3 separate regions of the Sus scrofa genome follow, and regions 1 and 3 are each linked to region 2. Evidence: chromatin contacts called from public HiChIP or PLAC-seq data. All regions are on one chromosome and are shown on one strand. Each heading gives the region's core, a stretch centred on a gene start, on an enhancer-like site or on the middle of the called end of the contact. The rest is flanking DNA. Distances are from core to core; before and after follow the strand shown. Region 1 overlaps KIF3B (kinesin-like protein KIF3B). Region 2 overlaps TM9SF4 (transmembrane 9 superfamily member 4). Region 3 overlaps ASXL1 (putative Polycomb group protein ASXL1).

Evidence for each region. HiChIP or PLAC-seq counts read pairs in DNA pulled down with a chosen protein or histone mark.
Region 1: a contact with region 2 is called in an H3K27ac HiChIP or PLAC-seq map of alveolar macrophages. The contact joins two enhancer-like sites. A contact is called at or near these places in 1 of 5 promoter capture datasets (fetal liver) and 1 of 2 datasets of contacts at active chromatin or transcription factors (alveolar macrophages).
Region 3: an H3K27ac HiChIP or PLAC-seq map of alveolar macrophages shows a contact between it and region 2. The contact joins two enhancer-like sites. A contact is called at or near these places in 1 of 5 promoter capture datasets (fetal liver) and 1 of 2 datasets of contacts at active chromatin or transcription factors (alveolar macrophages).

The regions. Positions count from the first base shown.
Region 1 is chr17:35,928,485-35,932,816 of Sscrofa11.1, forward strand. All of the region lies in intron 1 of KIF3B (kinesin-like protein KIF3B), which reads left to right. Among named protein-coding and RNA genes, the nearest start is that of KIF3B, 16 kb to the left of the region's middle. Within about 2 kb of position 2,482, at least 5 of the 83 cell types and tissues checked have an H3K27ac peak or open chromatin away from gene starts, as enhancers often do. A contact at or near this core is called in alveolar macrophages, where this site is marked.
Region 2 is chr17:35,774,945-35,779,351 of Sscrofa11.1, forward strand. The region is part of intron 1 of TM9SF4 (transmembrane 9 superfamily member 4); the gene reads left to right. Among named protein-coding and RNA genes, the nearest start is that of TM9SF4, 12 kb to the left of the region's middle. Within about 2 kb of position 2,482, at least 6 of the 83 cell types and tissues checked have an H3K27ac peak or open chromatin away from gene starts, as enhancers often do. A contact at or near this core is called in alveolar macrophages, where this site is marked.
Region 3 is chr17:36,009,281-36,013,749 of Sscrofa11.1, forward strand. The region is part of intron 4 of ASXL1 (putative Polycomb group protein ASXL1); the gene reads left to right. Among named protein-coding and RNA genes, the nearest start is that of ASXL1, 26 kb to the left of the region's middle. Within about 2 kb of position 2,706, at least 14 of the 83 cell types and tissues checked have an H3K27ac peak or open chromatin away from gene starts, as enhancers often do. A contact at or near this core is called in alveolar macrophages, where this site is marked.

The DNA of each region.
Region 1 (4,332 bases), core at 1,232-3,731, 150 kb after region 2:
TGGGAAATCCAACATTAGTTTGTTTTCATCAAGATCCAAAAAGGGACCCTGGTCAAGGGCCAAATGTTGTATTTCGATTAAGTGTCTGACATCAGAGTGTAAATTTTTAGGAGAGAAACAGTTTCATTTCTCTCCGGAACAGTACATGGAGCAAGAAGTTCCTGGCACAGAGGCTCTTCCAGCTTCATAGCTTAGTGGTGGGTCAGTGTGTGAGCTCGGAATATTAGGGTCATGTGGGCAGTGTTGGTGGGCAGATAAATGGTACAGCCTGGGAAGTGGGTAAGACAGTGCCCTCTGTCAAAAAGGAACATGCATAGTGTTGACACCTCTAGGAATAGCTCTTAACTACTAACCCCCATGTGTACCTAAAGGTAGGTGTTCGAGATATTCATTGCAGCATTATTTGCACTAGCAAAGACCAGTAACTATCAGAGGGTCCCTCAGCAGGAGACTAATCAAATACATTGTAAGACAACTGTACCATGGCATCTAGGCAGCTACTTAAAGAGTGGGGATGGAGGGTGGGGTTGTTTCCAAGATCTGTAAAGTAAGATGGAGAATGGTAGACACTATACTTATGCTTGAATTAAAAAATAAAGTGGAGAAGCAATATAGATATATTAATGCTTGTAGGTGTTTCAGGTGTCTCCCCAGGGGTAGCGGGAAGATTTTACTTATTTACTGGGTACTCACACGTGCAACTTGAATTGTTTTAATCTATACTTATATTGATATACATGTGTATATGTGTGTGTGTGTGTGTGTTTAAAATAAGTTTAAAATAGGATTTTTAGGAGTTACCGTTGTGGCTCAGCAGGTTAAGAATCTGTGTCTGTGAGGATATGGGTTCAATCCTTGGCCTTGCTGAATGGGTTAAGGATCTGGTGTTGCCACAAGCAGCAGTATAGGTCACAGATGCAACTCAGCTCCTGTGTTACTGTGACCGTGGCATAGACCGGCAGCTGCGGCTCTGATTTGACCTCTGACCCAGGAACCCATATGCTACAGGTGTGGTCCTAAAAAAAAGAAAAAAAAAAAAATAGGGCTCATACCTATTCCCCATAAGGTGGTTTTGAAAATTAGAAGAGGAATACACATTAAACTCTTACTATACTGTGAGTTGTGACTATTGAATATGACAACACCCCAGACGTGCGTTGATTCTGAATTAGTGTTCTAGAGACTTGAATATATTTTTTATGAATGTTTCACAAAATAGGATTTCTTTGCCTCTTTTTTCCCTAGATAAATGCTTTCTTTGTTTGCCTGTTGGGGTCATCAAATGACAGAGAGTGCATGGCGCCAATCTGAATTAAGGGTAGGCATTTATTTGTTCATGTTTCTTTCCTGTGACCTTTCTACATTTCTTTCTAGATAAGTAGCCTGTCTTCCTAAGATACGTAAGCTGAAACCAAGGTACTAGACATTTTTCCCCAAAGAAAAAAATAGCTTTATGACCATCCTCACTGCTTGGTTATAAGAAAAAAATAATTGCACCCATCAAGAAGGCCAAAGAAAACAGGAGTTCCCGTCGTGGCGCAGTGGTTAACGAATCCAACTAGGAACCATGAGGTTGCGGGTTTGGTCCCTGAGTTTGCTCAGTGGGTTAACGATCCGGCGTTGCCATGAGCTGTGGTGTAGGTTGCAGACGCGACTCGGATCCCGCGTTGCTGTGGCTCTGGCGTAGGCCGGTGGCTACAGCTCCGATTCAACCCCTGGCCTGGGAACCTCCATATGCCTCGGGAGCGGCCCAAGAAATAGCAACAACAACACCACCAAAAAGACAAAAGACAAAAAAAAAAAAAGGCCAAAGAAAACAAAACATAGTCACTTGCAAGCTCACCCCCAGAGATCAATATCACTCGCCTTTTTCAAGATTCTCTAGCTAAGTGGCACAGCAGAAATTAAAATCCTGACCCGCTGAATACTAAAGTTCATGATTTTAACCATGACTTTACACTGTCTCCTTCATATTTCTCCTCCTTTTCTCTGCACATGTACATGTACACATATAAACATAAATTGCATCATAGTAACTGTTCTCTTTGGCAGCCTGCTTTTTTTTCACTCAACGAAATGTCATGAGCATTTTCCCATAAGTAAATGCCTAGCAGTTTATCGCCTTTCTTTTTCTTTCTTTCTTTTCTCTCTCTCTCCCTTCCTTCCTCTCTCCCTCCCTCCCTCCCTCCCTGTCTCTCTCTCTCTCTCTCTCTCTCTCTCTCTCTCTCTCTCTCTTTCTTTCTTTCTTTCTTGTCTTCAACATATGGAAGTTCCCAGGCTAGGGGTCAAATCAGAGCTGCAGCTGCTGGCCTACACCACAGCCACAGCAACACCAGATCCAAGCCGAGTCTGTGACCTACACCACAGCTCACAGTAATGCTGGATCCTTAACCCACTGAGTGAGGCCAGGGGTCTGACCCATACCCTCATGGATAGTAGTCGGATTCGTTACTGCTGAGTCATGACAGGAACTCCCTATTGCCATTCTTGATGACTGCTTCATTTCCCATTATAGAGCTGTGTCATAATCTAACCAATCCCTCATCAGTGAGTATTAAAGTGGTTTAGAGATATTGCTGAGATAAACCTAAGTATATACTTATATCTTACACATGTATTCAGTTATTCAATGATGGCCTTAAAATAATTCCAAGAAATGGAGTTACTGTTTTAAGAGAGTGTTACTTGTCAAGAATTGTATTTCAGTGTTTTGATATTGATTGCTCTGCAGCCCTCAAATAATTTGTGCTAGTTTGAGATGCTGTGGTTCTTGTATGTACTTTTAAGAGATAGTTTGAAAATATTCAGACAGTTCACACAATAGTTTGGCTTACAAAAAAGTGATCTCGGAGTTCCCGTCGTGGCGCAGTGGTTAACGAATCTGACTAGGAACCATGAGGTTGCGGGTTCGATCCCTGCCCTTGCTCAGTGGGTTGACGATCCGGGGTGTTGCCGTGAGCTGTGGTGTGGGTCGCAGACGCGGCTCAGATCCCACATTGCTGTGGCTCTGGCGTAGGCTGGCAGCTACAGCTCTGATTGGACCCCTAGCCTGGGAACCTCCATATGCAGCGAGAGCGGCCCAAGAAATGGCAAAAAGACAAAAAAAAAAAAAAAAAAAAAATTATCTCATGTTTATAAATTGTGCCTGTAATAAAAAAACACACACACACACATACACACACACACACACACACACACACACATATATATATATATATATATATTTTTTTTTTTTTTTTTGCCACACCTGTGGCATGTGGCCTGAACCTAGGCCAGGGATTGAACTCTTGCTATTAGTCTGTTATTTTGACATCTTTCCTCTGAATGCTCTTGTGGCTGAGGCTACATGGTATGTTACATTGACATTAGAAAGTTAAAGATTCCACTGCGATAGATCTCATAGAAGCTTTTTTTTTATTATTATTTTTATTTTTTCCATTATAGTTGGTTTACAGTGTTCTATCAATTTCTACTGTACAGCAAAGTGACCCAGTCATACATGTATATATTCTTTTTCTCACATTATCCTCCATCATGTTCCATCACAAGGGACTAGATATAGTTCTCATTGCTTATTCACTCCAAATGCAATAGTTTGCATCCATTAACCCCAGGTTCCCATCCATCCCACTCCCTCCCCCTCCCCCTTGGCAACCACAAGTCTGTTCTCCAAGTCCATGAGTTTCTTTTCTGTGGAAAGATTCATTTGTTCCATATGTTAGATTCCAGGTATAAGTGATATCATAGGGTAATTGGCTTTCTCTTTCTGACTTCATTTAGTATGAGAGTCTCTGGTTCCATCCATGTTGCTGCAAATGGCATTATTTCATTCTTTTTTATGGTTGAGTAATATTCCATTGTGTATATGTACCACATTTTCTTTATCCATTTCTCCGTTAATGGACATCTAGGTTGTTTCCATGTCTTGGCTATTGTGAATAGTGCTGCAATGAACATAAGGGTGCATGTGTCTTTTTCAAGGAAAGTTTTGTCCAGATGCATACCCAGGAGTGGAATTGCTGGGTCATATGGTAGTTCTATATTTAGTTTTCTGAGTTACCTCCATACTGTTCTCCATAGTGGTTGTACCAATTTACATTCCCACCAACAGTGTAGGAGGGTACCCTTTTCTCCACACCCTCTCCAGCATTTGTTTTTTGTTGACTTGTTAATGATGGCCATTCTGAGAGGTATGAGGTAGTACCTCATAGTGGTTTTGATTTGTGTTTCTCAAATAATTAGTGATGTTGAACATTTTTTTCATGTGTTTGTTGGCCATCTGCATATCTTTGGAGAAATGTTTATTCAGGTCTTTTGCCCATTTTTCAGTTG
Region 2 (4,407 bases), core at 1,232-3,731:
CTGTTCCTACAACCAGCCAACCACTGTTCTACTTTCTATCTCTATAGATTTGCCTTTTCTGGGCATTTCATGTAAGTGAAATTATACAATATATGGACTTTTGCATCTGGTGTCTACTGAACATAATGTTTTTGAAGTTCATAGATGTTGTAACATGAACTGGTGCTTCACTCCTTTTTATTATTACTAAGTAGTATTTTGTTGTATGGCTTTACTACATTTTTTGTTTATTCATTCACCAATCGATGGGCATTTGGATTGTTCCCAGTTTTGGACTGTTGTGATCAAAGCTGTAGGAACATTCATGTGCAAGTCTTTCTATGGACATATATTTCCTTTTCTCTTGGGCAAATGCCTCCTTTGTCAAAGGTTAATTGACCAGAGGTGTCTGAGTTTATTTCTAGGCTCTCTATTCTCTTCCATTAGTCTGTATGTCTCTTTTGGTACCAATACCATACTATCTTGATTACTATAGCTTTGTAATATTGCCTGATTAGAATTACTGGATGGTATGGTAAGTTTAACTATTTAAAGATACTGACAAACTTTATATATTCTGCATACAATTCCCCTATCAGATATGTGATTTACAAGGGTCTTTCTCCTAGTCTGTGGCCTGTTTATCATTTTCTTTTTTTTTTTTCTTTTTGGTCTTTTTTGTTGTTGTTGCTATTTCTTGGGCCGCTCCTGCGGCATATGGAGGTTCCCAGGCTAGGGGTCTTCGGAGCTGTAGCCACTGGCCCACGCCAGAGCCACAGCAATGTGGGATCCGAGCCGCGTCTGCAACCTACACCACAGCTCACGGCAACGCCGGATCGTTAACCCACTGAGCAAGGGCAGGGACCGAACCCGCAACCTCATGGTTCCTAGTCAGATTCGTTAACCACTGCGCCACGACGGGAACTCCTGTTTATCATTTTCTTAATGATCTCTTATGAAGTGTAAAAGTTATAAATTTTTATGAAATCCAGTTTATCAATTTTTCAAATATAGGTTGTGCTTTTGGCATGTATCTAAGACATCTTTGCCTAACCCAGTGTCACAAAGATTCTCTCCTAGCTTTTCTTCTGGAAGTTTTTATCATTTTAACTTTTCTATTTAGGTCTGTGATCCATTGTGAGTTAATTTTTGTGTATGGTTTGAGGCTTCTTTTACATATGGCTACTCAGTTGTCCAAGCACTATTTGTTGAAATGACTATCCTTTCCCTCTTGACTAGCCTTGGCAACTTTGTTGAAAATCAGTGTACTGCAAGTAACTGTAAAGATTTATTTCTAGACTTTTAATTCTGTTCCTTGGTCTTTATTGCTTATCCTTACCACAGCGTCTTGACTATTTTAGCTTTATAATTGCTTAGAAATTGGGTAGTATAAATCCTCTAGTTTTGTTCTTTTTAAAAGTTGTTTTGGATCCTTTGTGTTTCCAGATAAATTTCAGGGTCAACTTGTCAGTTTCAACAAAAAAGCCTGCTAGGATTTTGATAGGAATTGCACCTCCTCTATAGATCAACTTGGGGAAATTGCCACCCTAACAATATTGAATCTTCCAGTCCATGAATATGGACTGTCTCACCAGTTATTTAGATCTTCTTTCATTTCTCTTAGCAGTGTTTTGTAATTTTCAGTATATGAGTCTTTTTTAAAAATTTATTCCTAAATATTTTATTCTTCTTAAAGCTACTGTAAATGGAACTATTTTCTTTTCTTTTTTTAATTTTTTTTAATTTAATTTAATTTTTGTGTGTGTGTGTCTTTTGCCATTTCTTGGGCCGCTCCTGCGGCATATGGAGGTTCCCAGGCTAGGGGGTCTAATTGGAGCTGTAGCTACCAGCCTACGCCAGAACCACAGAAATGCAGGATCCGAGCCTCGTCTGCAACCTACACCACAGCTTACGGCAATGCCAGATCGTTAACCCACTGAGTAAGGGCAGGGATCGAACCTGCAACCTCATGGTTCCTAGTCAGATTCATTAACTACTGTGCCACGACAGGAACTCCTCTTTTCTTTTTTTTAGTGAAATACTTTTATTTATTTGTTCATTTGTTTGTTTCTGGCCACACCCGTGACATGCAGAAGTTCCTGGGCCAGGGATCATACCTATGCCACAGCAGCAACCTGAGCCGCAGCAGTGACAACATCAGATTTTTAACCCACTGAACTCAGGGAACTCCTGGAACAGTTTTTCTTAATTTTATTTTTGACTGGTATGTAAAAAATACAATTAATTTTTATATATTGATCTTGTAGTCTGTGATCTTGCTCAACTTGTTTATTAGTTCTAATTGTTGTTTTGTGGCTTTTAGAATTTTCTAGGTAGAAGATAGGTGATTGGCAAATAAAAGCAATTTCACTTCTTTCTTTTCAATCTGGATGGCTTTAATTGATTAACTATTAGCTTTAGTACACAGTTTCCATTTATAGCACAATGTTGAATAGAAATGGCAAAAGTGAACATCCTTGCCTTGTTCCTCATCTTGCCTTGTTCCTCCGTCTTTCATCACCAAGTATGATGTTGGCTGTGGGTTTTTCAAAGCTGCTGTTTATCTGATTGAGGAAGTTCTTTTTTTTTATCCCTAGTTTGTTGAGAGTTTTTGTCATGAACATGTGTTGAATTTTGTCAAGTTCATTTTCTGCATCAATTGTAATGATTGTGTGGTTTTTGTTCTTTATTCTCTTTATATGATGCATTACATTATTTGATTTTCAGATATTAAGCCACCCTTGTGTTTCTGGGCTATGATGTGTATGTATACCTTTTTATATGTTGCTGGATTCAGTTTGCTAATATTTTGTTAAGGATTTTTCCATCTCTGGTCCTGAGGAAAAGTTTCCTTTTTGTGTGATGTCTTTGATACATGCTTTTAAAAAAATGTTTTATTTAAATGTAAAAAGATTGTAAAAATTTTTGTTTAAATGTAGCCGTCCAGTTTTCCCAGCAGTGCTTTTTTTTTTTTTCCTGGTCTTTTTAGGGCCAAACTTGCTGCATATGGAGGTTCCCAGGCTAGCTGGAAACGAATCGGAGCTGTGGCCGCTGGCCTACGCCACAGCCACAGCAACAAGGGATTCAAGCCGCATCTGTGACCTATACCACAGCTCATGGCAACACCAGATCCTTAACCTGCTGAGCAAGGCCAGAGATCGAACCTGTGTCCTCATGGATACTAGTCAGATTCGTTTCTGCTGAGCCATGACAGGAACTCCTATTTTGCTCTTTCTGGAACATTTGTGCCTTCCCTCACCTTTCCCTTCAAGCCTTGGAGTGGACTTGAGTTCTTAAATCTGCAACCTATCCCTCCGTGACTGGGCTTGTTGCTGCTTCTGTGTACTCCTTAGCTTCTTAACTGATAGGATAAGAGACTAGGACCTCTATAGCATCTGGGACCTGGTATTGCCATTGGCTCATGACTTGTCTCTGTCCCCCAACTGGCTGAAAGCTCCTCGCAGGTATGTATTCTGTGGGGCTAGCACACTGCCCAGCATATAGTAGGTGCTCAAGATAGTGAGCTAATTTCTGTACTTGTTAGATCTTGGGCCTTGGGCACACAGCTTAGATATAAATCCTGACTCATCCAGTGTTATGTCGCCTCCCTGAGCCTCAGTTTCCTCTGAAATTAGAATAGTAAGAGTCTCTACCTCATAGGACTGTTGTGAAAATTAATTGGGTTATTGCATGAAAAGAACCTAGAACTGTGCCTGACACATAATCAGTATCCAGTAAATGTTAACTGCCGTTGTTATCTGTATCATCATTTCATGAGCGTCATCATTTAATGCATCTCACCTGCCTGAAAAAAGCATCCCTGATTCTCTACATTCTGATCTTGAGCAAGTTATGAAATCTCTGGGTCTCAGGTTTACTGGCAGTCATTGGGAAGATTGATAGAAATCTCCGGGTAGTTGTAGTTGTGAGACTGGCGGAAGTCAGTGTTTGTAAAGTGCTTAGCACAAAGCAGGCACTTGGTAAGTGGAAGAAAAGGACTATTGTGTGCTATAGTACCTTGCACTTACCTTTAGCTGCTCAGTGACTCTGGCTGCTTCTTTTTTTTTGTTTGTTTTCTGCCAGAGTGAGTGTTTTTCTCATTGTTACGTCTTTTTGTTTGTTTGGTTTGAGTACTTGTTCCACTGGTTTGAGACTTTGGAACAGAAGTATATTGAAGTCTTTCTCTAGCTCCCTGGTGGTCCAGCGGCTAGGATTTGGTGCTTTCAGGTTTTGCTTTTCATTCCTCTGCAACCTGGGCTGTCACAGAGCCCTTGAGTCCCCCAGGGCTGTGTCTCTCTGCTAAGATTGGAGGATACTGTTTCAAAAGAACTGGAGTAACTTTTTAGATTTCATTGGCTTGCTAAACACAGGAGATTGTAATCCTCTGCCCTGGCTTCAAATCACCTGTCAGTGTCTGGCTTCTTAGGA
Region 3 (4,469 bases), core at 1,456-3,955, 230 kb after region 2:
TACTAGTTGGGTTCATTACTGCTGAGCCACAATGGGAAATCCTCAACTTTGAAATATTTTCAGCCATTATTTCTTTTATTTTATTTTTTTTTCTATTGTCCTGTTTCTTCTGGCATGACACGTATGTTTGACCACTTTATATTGTGCCACAGATCGTAGATGCTCTGTTAATTTTTTCCAGTGATTTTTCTGTTTTATTTTGAATATTTTCTATTGGTACTGACCTTTTCTTGTGTAGTGTCTAATTTGCTGTTTAATCTCATCCAGTGAAATTTTCATTATAGATAATTGTATTTCATCTCTAGAAATTCCATTTTTTCTTATTTTATATCTTTTTTCTCATTAAGTTTATTCTTTTAATCCTTGATCATATTGCATCCATTTATAGTAGCTGTTTTAAGTCTTTCTACTAATTCCATTCCTGTCATTTGCTATTGATTGTTTTGCTGATGAGTCACATTTTCCTGCTTCTTGGCATATCTAGGCTAGGTGTTTTCGTTTAGATGCTGACAATGTGAATTTTACATTGTTGGGTGCTACAATTTATCTTCCTTTCAAGAGTGTTGGGCTTTGTTTTGGCAAATCATTAGGTTTCTCTCTTTGGATTAGTTTTCTCCATTTGAGGCTTATTTTTAAGCCTTGTTAGGGCAGATCAGAGTAGCTTTTCTCTAAGGATGATTTAAATCTTCTAGCAAGATATTTCCCTTCTGGGGTCTCCACCAAATGCCTGAGATGTTTAACAATGCCACTCCACTCTAACTAGTTATAACTTCTAACTCTCTAGGCCTTGTGCTGAGGGAAGATGTGGGGGGATTACCTCTGGGAATTAATTATTCAGCCATTCATTGTGCAGCCTTTCGGAATTTCATCCTATACATATGCAGAGACCCTGTGCAGATTTTTGGAAGTCTTTTTCTGCAAAGCTTCCTTGTCTCTGGAATTCTCTGTGTAGCCTCCTGCCATCTCAGCTGTGGTCTCTGCTCAGCTCAGGAAATTGCTGTGCTCTGCTTTAGATCCCCCACGTGTGTGTGTGTGTGTGTGTGTGTGTGTGTGTGTATAAAAAGATAAAATATTTCATGAGTTCTTATAATTCCAATTCAAGTTCAAGATTATAGGTTTTTTGGCTTGACTATTTTCAGTTTTACAGGTGTATATCCTTATGTGGAAATTTTGATTCCCAGTGAAACCACATAATTTGCTCATTTGCTTTTTCCAGTAGTCTCAGAATAACAATACCAGCACCAGCAGCACCACCAATATGATTATAGTAAAGGGTTTTTTTTGTTCTTGGCTGTAGGGTATATCTTACTGTGGCCTTACAAATCATTGCAATTTAAAAATCACTTGAAATAATTCATTTGTTTGTGGTTATGCCATCAACCTGATATGTAGTTTGGTTTACTAGTTTTACCTACTTTTTTTAAAGAAGAGATTGCTTAGAGTTCCCTGGGGCTCAGTGGGTTAAGGCTCAGTGGGTTGTGGATCCAGCGTTGACACTGCTTTAGTGTGGGCCTGATCCCTGGCCTGGGAATTTCTGCATGCTGTGGGCGTGGCTTTTATAAATTTTAATTTTGCTGTATAATCCTTTTTTTTTTTTTTTTTTTTTAATCTTTTTATAGGGCCGCTCTCACGGCATATGGAGGTTCCCAGGCTAGGGGTCCAGTTGGAGCTGTAGCCACTGGCCTACGCCAGAGCCACAGCCACGTGGGATCCGAGCTGCATCAGCAACCTACACCACAGCTCACGGCAATGGAGGATCCTTAACCCACTGAGCAAGGCGAGGGATCGAACCCACCACCTCATGGTTCCTAGTCGGATTCGTTAACCACTGCACCATGACGGGAACTCCTAATTTTGCTTTATAATGATATAAGATATTTACGTATGGTAAATGTACATACAGCACAGTGATTTTGGTTTTTTTGTTGTTATTTTCTTTTTTTTTTTTTTATTGTTAGGGCCACACCTGTGGCATATGGAAGTTCCCAAACTAGGGGTTGAATCAGAGCTACAACCGCTGACCTGTGGCCAGCCACAGCAATGCCAAATCTGCTGCGTCTGTGGCCTGTACTGTGGCTCATGGCAATGCCAGATCCTTGACCCACTGAGCAAAGTCAGGGATCAAACCTGCATCCTCATGGATACTATTTAGATTCATTACCACTGAGCCCCAATGGGAACTTGTACAGCACAGTGTTTATTCAGTGAATTCTAGCTTCTTTCCAGTCCCCTTTGCTTGGTCCATCTTTTCCCAGTGGGTAAGCATTTTATTTATTTATTTTTGTTATTTTCCTTCCTTTTCAGAAATATAAGCATAACATTTGTTTTTGTATCTTCCTTTTTTAGAAGACATTTAGACATTATACACATTTTTCCCCACTTTATTTATGTTTTAACTTAAACAGTGTTTCCAGGAGATCACTCCATAGCCATGTGTAGAGATATTCTTCATTCCTCTTTAGAGCTGTAGAGTACTTTAGTTTGTGGATTTACCATTGTCAGTATTAATCCATAGACTGATATCAGTATGTGAATTATTGTTCCTGTCTATAATGAGGTAAGTACAGAAATCTGGAATGTTTAGAAACTTACCACAGTTTGACATTGCCACAACATCTGAGCATGATTATTGGACTCATCCCCATCTAGATCAGAGTGTAGGTCAGCTTGGGTGTTTTCAGGCTCACACAGTGAGTCATGTGTATGAGTCATGTGCAGTGGGACCACATATTGGTCTTTGATGGGCTGGGGAAAAGAAACCAGAACTGGTCCTTTAACCCAGATAGTTTGAAAAGGGTTGTATTTACTTTGTGTACTCCGTTGGTAGACATGGCCCCACAAGTTTTGACATGTATACTTTTAAAATATTTTTTCAGTTCTGAATATTTTAAATTATTATGAAATCTTATTCATGAATTAAAGTGTTGAGGTTTTTAAGAAATTTCTAAATATATGCAGAAACTGGGCCAGGAACTGAACCTGTGCCATAGCAGTTACTTGAGCCGCTACAGTGAAATGCCAGATCCTTAACCCACTGAGCCACAAGAGAACTCCTGTATCTTTAATTTTTAAACCTACTTTAAATATCAATTTGAAAAATGTCTCCTTTTGTTGATTTGTCAGTTTCTCCTTGCGATCAGTTCATTCTTTATATATTAAGGCTATGTTGTTTGTTTTTAGTTGCGTATTATGGTGTAATAAACCAATGCAAAGTTTATTGTCTTAAAACAACAACCATTTTGATCATGTTTCATCAATCTGTGGGTTGATTGGACTTGGTAGGGTGGTTCTTCAGCTCCACATGAGCTGGGGTTGCAAACATGTGGACATGTATTAAACTGAAAGGGCCAAGACAGTTCACACTTTTGGCAGCTTGGTAGAGGTAGCTGGAAAGCAGAGCTTAGCTTGGTTGTTGCTGGGGTGGCTGCGCTTTCATTTCATGTGGTCTTGGCACTTTTCCCCTTTGCCCAGTCCTTCCTGCACTGTTTCTCTGGCAGGGCCATCCAACTTTTTTATATGGCAGCTTCAGGGCTCTTAAAAGTGCAAAAGCAAGGGTTGCCAGGCATTCTTAAGGCTCAAGCCCAGGATTGGCATAGGGCCACCTCTGCTACATTCCATCATGCCAAGCAAATCAAAAGATCAGCCCAGATTCAGTGGGAGGGGACTATACAGGGACAGAAATAGCAGGCAGCTTCATTCATGGGGATCTTTTTTTTTTTTTTTCTTTCTCTTTTTTCCGTTTTCTTGGGCCGCTCCCCTGGCATATGGAGGTTCCCAGGCTAGGGGTCGAATTGGAGCTGTAGCCGCAGGCCTACGCCAGAGCCCACAGCAACATGGGATCTGAGCTGCGTTTGCAACCTACACCACAGCTCACGGTAACGCCGGATCCTTAACCCACTGAGCGAGGTCAGGGATTGGACCTGCAACCTCATGGTTCTTAGTCAGATTCGTTAACCACTGAGCCATGATGGGAACTCCATGGGGATCATTTTTATTTTTATTTTTTTAGTTAACTTTTTTATGGCTGCACTTGTGGCATATGGAAGTTCCTGGGCTAGGGGTCAAATCTGAATTGCAGCTGCAGGCTTATACCACAGCCACAACAGGACAGGATCCTAACTGCATCTGCAACCCATGCTGCAGCTTGTGGCAACACTGGATCCTTAACTGCTGAGCCACAATGGGAACTCCCATTGGAGTCATTTTTAGAGACTAGCTACCACATTGTGTATTCAGGTTTCTGATTGTTAGAGCTTTTGGGTTTCCTTTTTTGGCTTTTTAGGGCCACACTTGTGGCATCTAGAAGTTCCCAGGCTAGGGGCTGAATGGGAGCTGTGACATAGCCAGAGCAGTGCAGGATCTGAGCCGAGTCTGGGACCTATACCACAGCTCACGGCAGTGCCAGATCCTTAACCCACTGAGAGAGGCCAGGGATAGAACCCTCATCCTCATGGATGCTGGTCGGGTTC